2 separate regions of the Macaca mulatta genome follow, and region 1 is linked to region 2. The links are chromatin contacts, called in public Hi-C maps. All regions are on one chromosome and are shown on one strand. Each heading gives the region's core, a stretch centred on a gene start, on an enhancer-like site or on the middle of the called end of the contact. The rest is flanking DNA. Distances are from core to core; before and after follow the strand shown. Region 1 holds the start of ZEB1 (zinc finger E-box binding homeobox 1). Region 2 has its middle 240 kb from the start of ZNF438.

What was found. A called contact is a pair of places that touch in the nucleus more often than the background predicts.
Region 1: a contact with region 2 is called in a Hi-C map of fetal cortex germinal zone, with 3 times the contacts expected there. The contact joins the promoter of ZEB1 here to the enhancer-like site in region 2. A contact is called at or near these places in 4 of 14 Hi-C or Micro-C datasets (blood, fetal cortex germinal zone, fibroblasts and 1 more).

The regions. Positions count from the first base shown.
Region 1 is chr9:32,702,596-32,705,897 of T2T-MMU8v2.0, forward strand. It overlaps ZEB1 (zinc finger E-box binding homeobox 1), which reads left to right and starts at 1,989. Exons shown (of 12, transcript XM_077946171.1): 1 at 1,989-2,065.
Region 2 is chr9:32,180,600-32,183,899 of T2T-MMU8v2.0, forward strand. No RefSeq gene overlaps it. Among named protein-coding and RNA genes, the nearest start is that of ZNF438, 240 kb to the right of the region's middle. Within about 2 kb of position 2,047, at least 12 of the 40 cell types and tissues checked have an H3K27ac peak or open chromatin away from gene starts, as enhancers often do. A contact at or near this core is called in fetal cortex germinal zone, where this site is marked.

The sequences.
Region 1 (3,302 bases), core at 739-3,238, 520 kb after region 2:
ATTTGTAATACTTCCTAAGTTTAAGAGTAGATAAAATGTGTGCTAGAGTTGGAAAGTTTTTTGTTTTTTTTTTCCTTACTGTGGGGGCAATTCCATAGTCTATGACCTGATTCAGTAGGCGACTGAAAAACATTGTACAACTCTTAAAAAGGGAGGAAGAGCTCACACTTAACCAAGCAAAGGACACCGTGTTGACATGCACAAGTTTCGGTTAACATGGTATCGAGGACAGCGAGGACTGCCTGTACTTAAAATGATCATTAAGACTAATGATTCTAGTTTTGGCATTGAGGATGAATGCAGATATATAGTCATCGTGTATAGCAAAGAATATTTACAGTCACATTTCATGGACCAATAAATAATGCATTTACTTCTCAAAATGCCCAAGAAAATGTGGGAGAGAAAATGTTCATCTACATTCAAGATTAAACTTTCTAACTTTAAATCACCAGACTTCCGTTGTAAATTTATTTCAGTTGAAAGGTTTGAAGACATTATTAACGAATATTCTAAAATTCCAGAAAGTGTTCAAAAGATAATTTTAACCTAATAAAAAAATCCTGCCATGATGTGGCAAAAATTGTAAGCATAAATTTATTGAGCACCTATTATGTGTCACTGTACTAGGTGATGTACTACGTTATTTCCAATACTCTGGTCATGTTTCAGTTTTCTCCGTTTCTCTATCAATAACCCCTACATTGTTAATTTATAACTATATTATTTGGCATACAGCTCATTTATTCCATAAAGTTGGTCCCAAAGACGTTTCCTTATTCGAAGGAGGTGGGAAGCAGGAAGGAAACCTAAATCTAAATTCTACTGAACACTGAAGACAACTTTCTTGATATTTGTGGTTATCTGCGTGGTCTTTTCAGAAATCCCCAAACTTGTACCAAGTCAAGGATAAAATAAGATAAAATCAGCAATCTGTCAGGTTCAGAGATCACATCTGTCAGCCGATGCTTCTTGCCTTAAGGTCCTGCACAGCGATGACCGCTCATTTAGGAAGGAATTCATGGCCTGTGGATACAGGCTTAGCTCTGAGTCCTGCCGCCTAGGATCCCAGGGATCTACGCGAGGAGGAGGGCGGGGAGGGCGGACCGGGTGGGGGAGGCCGAGGTGACAGCAGGTGAGGGCCGGGTGCCGATGGGGAAGTGAGACAAGCACCGTGTGGGTATTACTCATTCCGCTCTACTAACGAGGCTGCTGGCAAGCGGAACTTCTAGCCTCTCTTTCAGTCCAGCTGAAGTTCAATCTCATTGAAGTCACTTCCCATCCTGGTTCGCTTGGGGGGAAACCGGGCGTCCCTGGAAGGGAAGGGAAGGGAGTCCGGGCTGCGCGGGTCAGGTAGCCTCTCTCCGGGCGCCGCATGTCCTCGCCGTCCCCGAAACTGCCCTTCCCCTCTTCAAGGGAACTCCCCGGGGAGTCCAGACCGCGATCCCTTTCCTTGGCCCCGGGGTGCGCGGGGCTGACACGCGAGGCGTGGGACTGATGGTAGCCCTGCCTCCAGGAAGCAGGCAGGCGGGGACCTCTGGGCGCTCGGAGGGGCAGCTCCGAGGGCACAGGGTCCAGAGAGAATCAGCCAGATCTCTCCCTGCCCAGGGCAGCCGCGGCGGGTGTGGCCAGCGCGGAGGCAGGACGCCGCCGAGCCTCCAACTTTACCTTTCCAACTCCGACAGCCCGTCGCCTTTCTGACCACGTCCCCACGGTTTCCCAACACCCGCCTCCCTCACCCCACCACACCTGAGGAAAACTTTTCCCTCGCCCCTCAATTCAAATTCACCAGTGCCCACGGTTGCCGCAAACCGCCCAGTCCCTAGCAACAAGGTTCCGGCCGTAGAGCGAGCGCCTCTAGGTGTAAGGAAGGTGATGTCGTAAAGCCGGGAGTGTCGTAAACCAGGTGCGGTGGGGAGGGGGGAGGGGTGGAGGCGGAGGGGTGGGGGGGAAGGGGGAGGGAGGGGGAGGAGGTGACTCGAGCATTTAGACACAAGCGAGAGGATCATGGCGGATGGCCCCAGGTGTAAGCGCAGAAAGCAGGCGAACCCGCGGCGCAATAACGGTGAGTGGCGGAGGGGACCGGGGAGCAGCGGAGTCAGGGGGAGCCGGGCAGCCGGGGCGCCCCCGGGGGTGAGAGGGGCGAGCCGGGCTGGGGGCGGCCGGGGCAGGGACGGCAAAGTGGAGTGGGAAAGTAGAAAGTAGTGCTCTCTGCCCCCCTCCGCTGCCGTCGCTGCCGGAGCCGCGCCGCGGCCGCTCGCTCTCCCTGAACCGTTATGTCTCTTACCTGGTCTCTCTCCGCCTAGCGGCTCCAGCCGCCCCTGCCGCCTCCCTGGACCGTTAGCCGCCGCCGGCGCCGCCGCATCCCCGGCGCAGGGCGGGCGGCCGGGACGCGCTGGCCACTTTTCTGGTCCCGGGTGGAGCGGCTGTTGCTTCTTTCGGCACTTTTCCCCACTCTTGTACCCTTCGGCGCCTCCCTCTGCACTTCCTCCCGGCCCCCTCGGCGGGATTCTCCCTCAGCGCCCAAGCACCCGGGAGCCGCAGAACAAACTTGTGCCCGGCGCTGACCGTGCAAAGTGGCTTCCGCGCGCCGCGGCCCCGGCTGGCGCCGTCGTTCGGGCCCCGCGACTCGGGCCGGGCTGTGGGCGCGCGGCGGGCGGGCGGCGGCGGGACGGGACGACCGCGGGTTGCGTGGGGTCCGTGCGCGCGTGTGCGCGGGCGCCGGCGGTGCGCGCCGCGGGCGGACAGGGCTTGGCCGGCGGCGGTAAAGTTGGGACCCGCGGGCCGGGCGCGCTCGCGGAACGGGGATTAGAGGCGGGGGCGCGGGTGCCTAAGCGCCCCTCCTTTCCGGCGCCTCCCGCCGCCGGGCCCAGAGCCCCGGCCTGGGGACTCCGCTACGAGCCCCGCGATTGGGGTCCACGTTTGGCGGGGCGCGGCGGGGAGGCGCGGGGACAGGGCAGGAAAGGCACCTACTTAACGCCACCGGGAGCCGCGCGGATGGAGGCGAGCTGGGCGGCGGGTGTGTTTGCGGAGTTGTTACCTGGGCTTAGAGACCGGGAAGCACCACAGACAGATCCCCCTCCCGGGGCAGACGCGGTCTCTGCGCCGGGATGGGCCGGTGTGCGTGCGCCTCTCGCTTTTCTCTTTCGCTTTTTGGGGAAGTTGTTACCTGGGCCGGACGCACGGAGCGCTGAAGCCGGATAATGGGGCTTGGATGGCGCTCTGGGTCTCGGGTGGAAGGAGGGTGGGGGGAGGGGGCGGACGGACCGACGGACGCGCGGGGCTGCTACTCGCGCCGCAGC
Region 2 (3,300 bases), core at 797-3,296:
GGCAGCAGACAGCCTCCAAGTGCAGTACCACCAAGATCCTCCTGCAGCGTTTGACCTGCAGCCACACTCTGCCCAAAGACCAACCTCTACAGGGGTACATGAGCCCAGACTCTGATGGGAAGCTCTTTGCTGGGCTGGCCGGGCTTTCTCAGAGCTGCACTGTGGCCTGAAGCTCTTCCTCCGCCATCCTCTTTCCTTCAGCTCTCCCTTCTCAGGGGTCAGACCCGCATGCTGGTGTGAAGGCTCTCCCTGCCTACTTGTGCTTCCTCTCTCCTGCATACTCTGCAGGTCTCCCCTGGTAAACTCCTTTCCTTTCCAACTGCATCCTGCCTTCTGCTTCCCAGACAGCCTGGCCTGACAGAGCTGGTTTTAATTGGCATGCTCTGATTATAGGGCTTCAGGTGGAGCAAATGCATCAGCAGCTGCTCAGGAGCTGGAGAGAGTAAGGTGGCTTGAACCACACCGTGGTAGAGCAAGGGGAAGACGGTGAGTCGGGGGATGCAGCGTGCTTTTTGGGTGTAGAGTTGACAGGGCTTGCTGATGAGATCTGGTGTGGGGTAAAAGAAAGAATGAAAAAATGGCCTCCAATTTTTGGCTGAACATCAGGATAGATCGTAGGGCTATTTCCAGAGGTGGGACGACTCCATAAAAATGAATTGGGGCCAGATCCTCAAGTCTTGGCCATACTTGAGGGGCGTATTAGACACTTGGACAAAGTCCTAATTATCCTCAGGACCCACGGGGAAGCTGTTCTTCCCATGAAACTGTCTTGGACACTGCAGTCAGAATTAACAACCGCTGCCATTTAGTGAGCATGTGGCACATACCAGGCATGGTGCTAAGCACACCTATACCAGGATCCCAGACTCAGACTGGGTAACTGCGCCATGCTAACAGCTCTGTGGTGGAGCTACAGATGCTTAACCTGTCCTATAGCAGGGCATCTGTCTTTCCAGCTAGTTTATATCCAGCAGGGTCTCCTACTCTAAACTCTTTTCTAGTAGGTGGGGCATGGTGGTGCGCACCGGTAATCCCAGAGACTCAGGAGGCTGAGGTGGGAGGATCTCTTGAAGCCAGGAGCTCAAGACCAGCCTGGGCAACACAGTGTGACCCTCATCTCTAAAATAATTTTTTTAAAAAATTAGCCAGGTATGGTGGCATGTAGCTGTAGTCCCCGCTATTTGGGAGGCTGAGGTGGGGAGGACTGCTCGAGCCCAGATGTGGAAGCCTGCAGCAAGCTATGATGGCACCACTACACTCCAGCCTGGGTGACAGAGTGAGACTTCATCTCTAAAAATAATAATAATGATGGTAAGCTCCTTTCTGCTGGAAACCATGTCTGGCCTATATCAGAACTCTCAAGTACGGACCATGGGGGCTTTGTCTGCAGCACTGCTCATGCAGCACAGGAATTCCCAGGAGCTTTTGGAGCCACACCCAAACTCCAGAAAGGGCTGCCCTTTCCAGAGCTCTGCCCTGGCATTCTAGTGCTGGGTGGGAGGGAGCCCTCAGCCCTCCTGCGGCGCGGTAGTGAGGTGGGTTTCTGAGCAGCAATCCTAACGTCATCTTTCTCATGAATCCCTGTTTCTGCCCTGCTTTGAGAAGGACAGGTTGAAATGCCATCGCCCATCGCTGGGGGCCACAGCCTTCACCTCTGCCCTGAGGAAAAATGCTCCTTCCCAGGGGGCTACTAACATGGACTATTTGCCTGGTAGAACCAGGGACCCCGGGGTCCTGATGTCAGGGATCTGCCGGCCCTATCCCCTCCAACCTGCGGAGTGAAATAAATCTGCAGCCCTCCTCTGCTTCCCAGGCACTGAGGCATCTTCTGCAAAAATAACATTTTCTTCTCTTTCCAGAGCTACAGGCGCATGAACCGAAAGGAGGGCCAAGGCCCACTGGCCCCCAATCCCACTGGGAAGCTCGCCTGCAGGATCCAGAGTGCCTCGGCACCATCCTCCCCGGAAGAAAGCTCCCTTGTTCCAGGCACACAAAGGATGGGCGCTGGGCAGGCGACAGGCCATGAATGCTAATGGCCCAGGCGCTTGCAGGCTCCAGCTCTGCCTGGCGGGAAGGCCAGCCTAGTGCCTCTGCCACTCTTCACCCTGAGCCAGCCCTGGCCTGGGGCTGCAATGCAAGCGGCAGCTCCCTTTCCTGGGGACCCCATTTCTCTGCAGTGAGGTGGCCCTGTCCCAGGCCAGAGGCGTGGAGCCCTCCCGTGCCTATCACGTGGGAGTGCCTGGGAACCCAGGCGAGCATCTGTTGCAGGCTGCATAAACGTCTAAACATCCGTGCAAACTTGGACCAACAGGTCCTGCCGAAATGTGCTAACCATCTGCTTTTCCTTAGCTGTTTTTGAGCAAATTATGTTTATTATGTTAATTTATTTTACTGTCAACAACACAGAATGACACAGTTGCTGCTAAATATCATTATATATCTCAGCCTGGCATATCACCAGCAGGGCTTTTTTATTTTTTATTTATTTATTGTTTGTATATACAACAAGAATAAATACGTATTGAAATGTCGATCTATTTAAAATGGAGTCCGGGATGGTAAAGTCATCTGTACCGAAGGCCCTGGTTGCTCACCCTTCCAGGGAAGGCTTTTGCTAGGAGAGGCACCACAGCAGCTATCTGGGTGGGGGCCCAGGCCTGCAGCCCGCCCAGGTCCCTCTAGACAGTTCCATGTTTGGCCAGGAACATGGGGTTTCTCAGAAGTTTGTCGGGTTAGGAAAGAGAGGGAGAGAGAGAGAGAAAGAGAGAGAGAGAGAGGCTCCCAGGCGCCTGTTTTCTTCCCCAAACGTCCTCCTCCCTTAAAAAATCCTCCCATTTTCCAGATGGCCAAGCCTTGGGGACCCAGAGGAGCTGGGCAGAGAGAGGGTGTGCCCTAGTGACTCACTGGGAACCACCCTGAAACCCAAACAGCTGGCCAGGGGTTGCAGCTTATGATAATTACGTTTTTGATCATTTTCCCCCCTCAGAGACCAATATAACTCCACATTTCCAGAGAAAGAGAGAGGAGAAAAAATAAGGGCTGCTGAGCGGGAGGGAGAGAACCTGACAAGGAGAAGATCCTTCTGGAAATGTACTGAATCATTGTGCAGGGCGTGAAGGTACTGCTCTCCACAACTTCCTTAATGCTCAGCTAGTGGCCAAGCTAAGGAAGCTCAAAGTAGCACCATGCAGACTCAAATAGTTCATCAATTAGGTAATAAGCAACAGAAGGTAAGTGCAGTTTCCTGGGAGGAAACCAGGGCCTCAGACAGAGACCAGAGTGCCTGCAGAAGGGAACAGA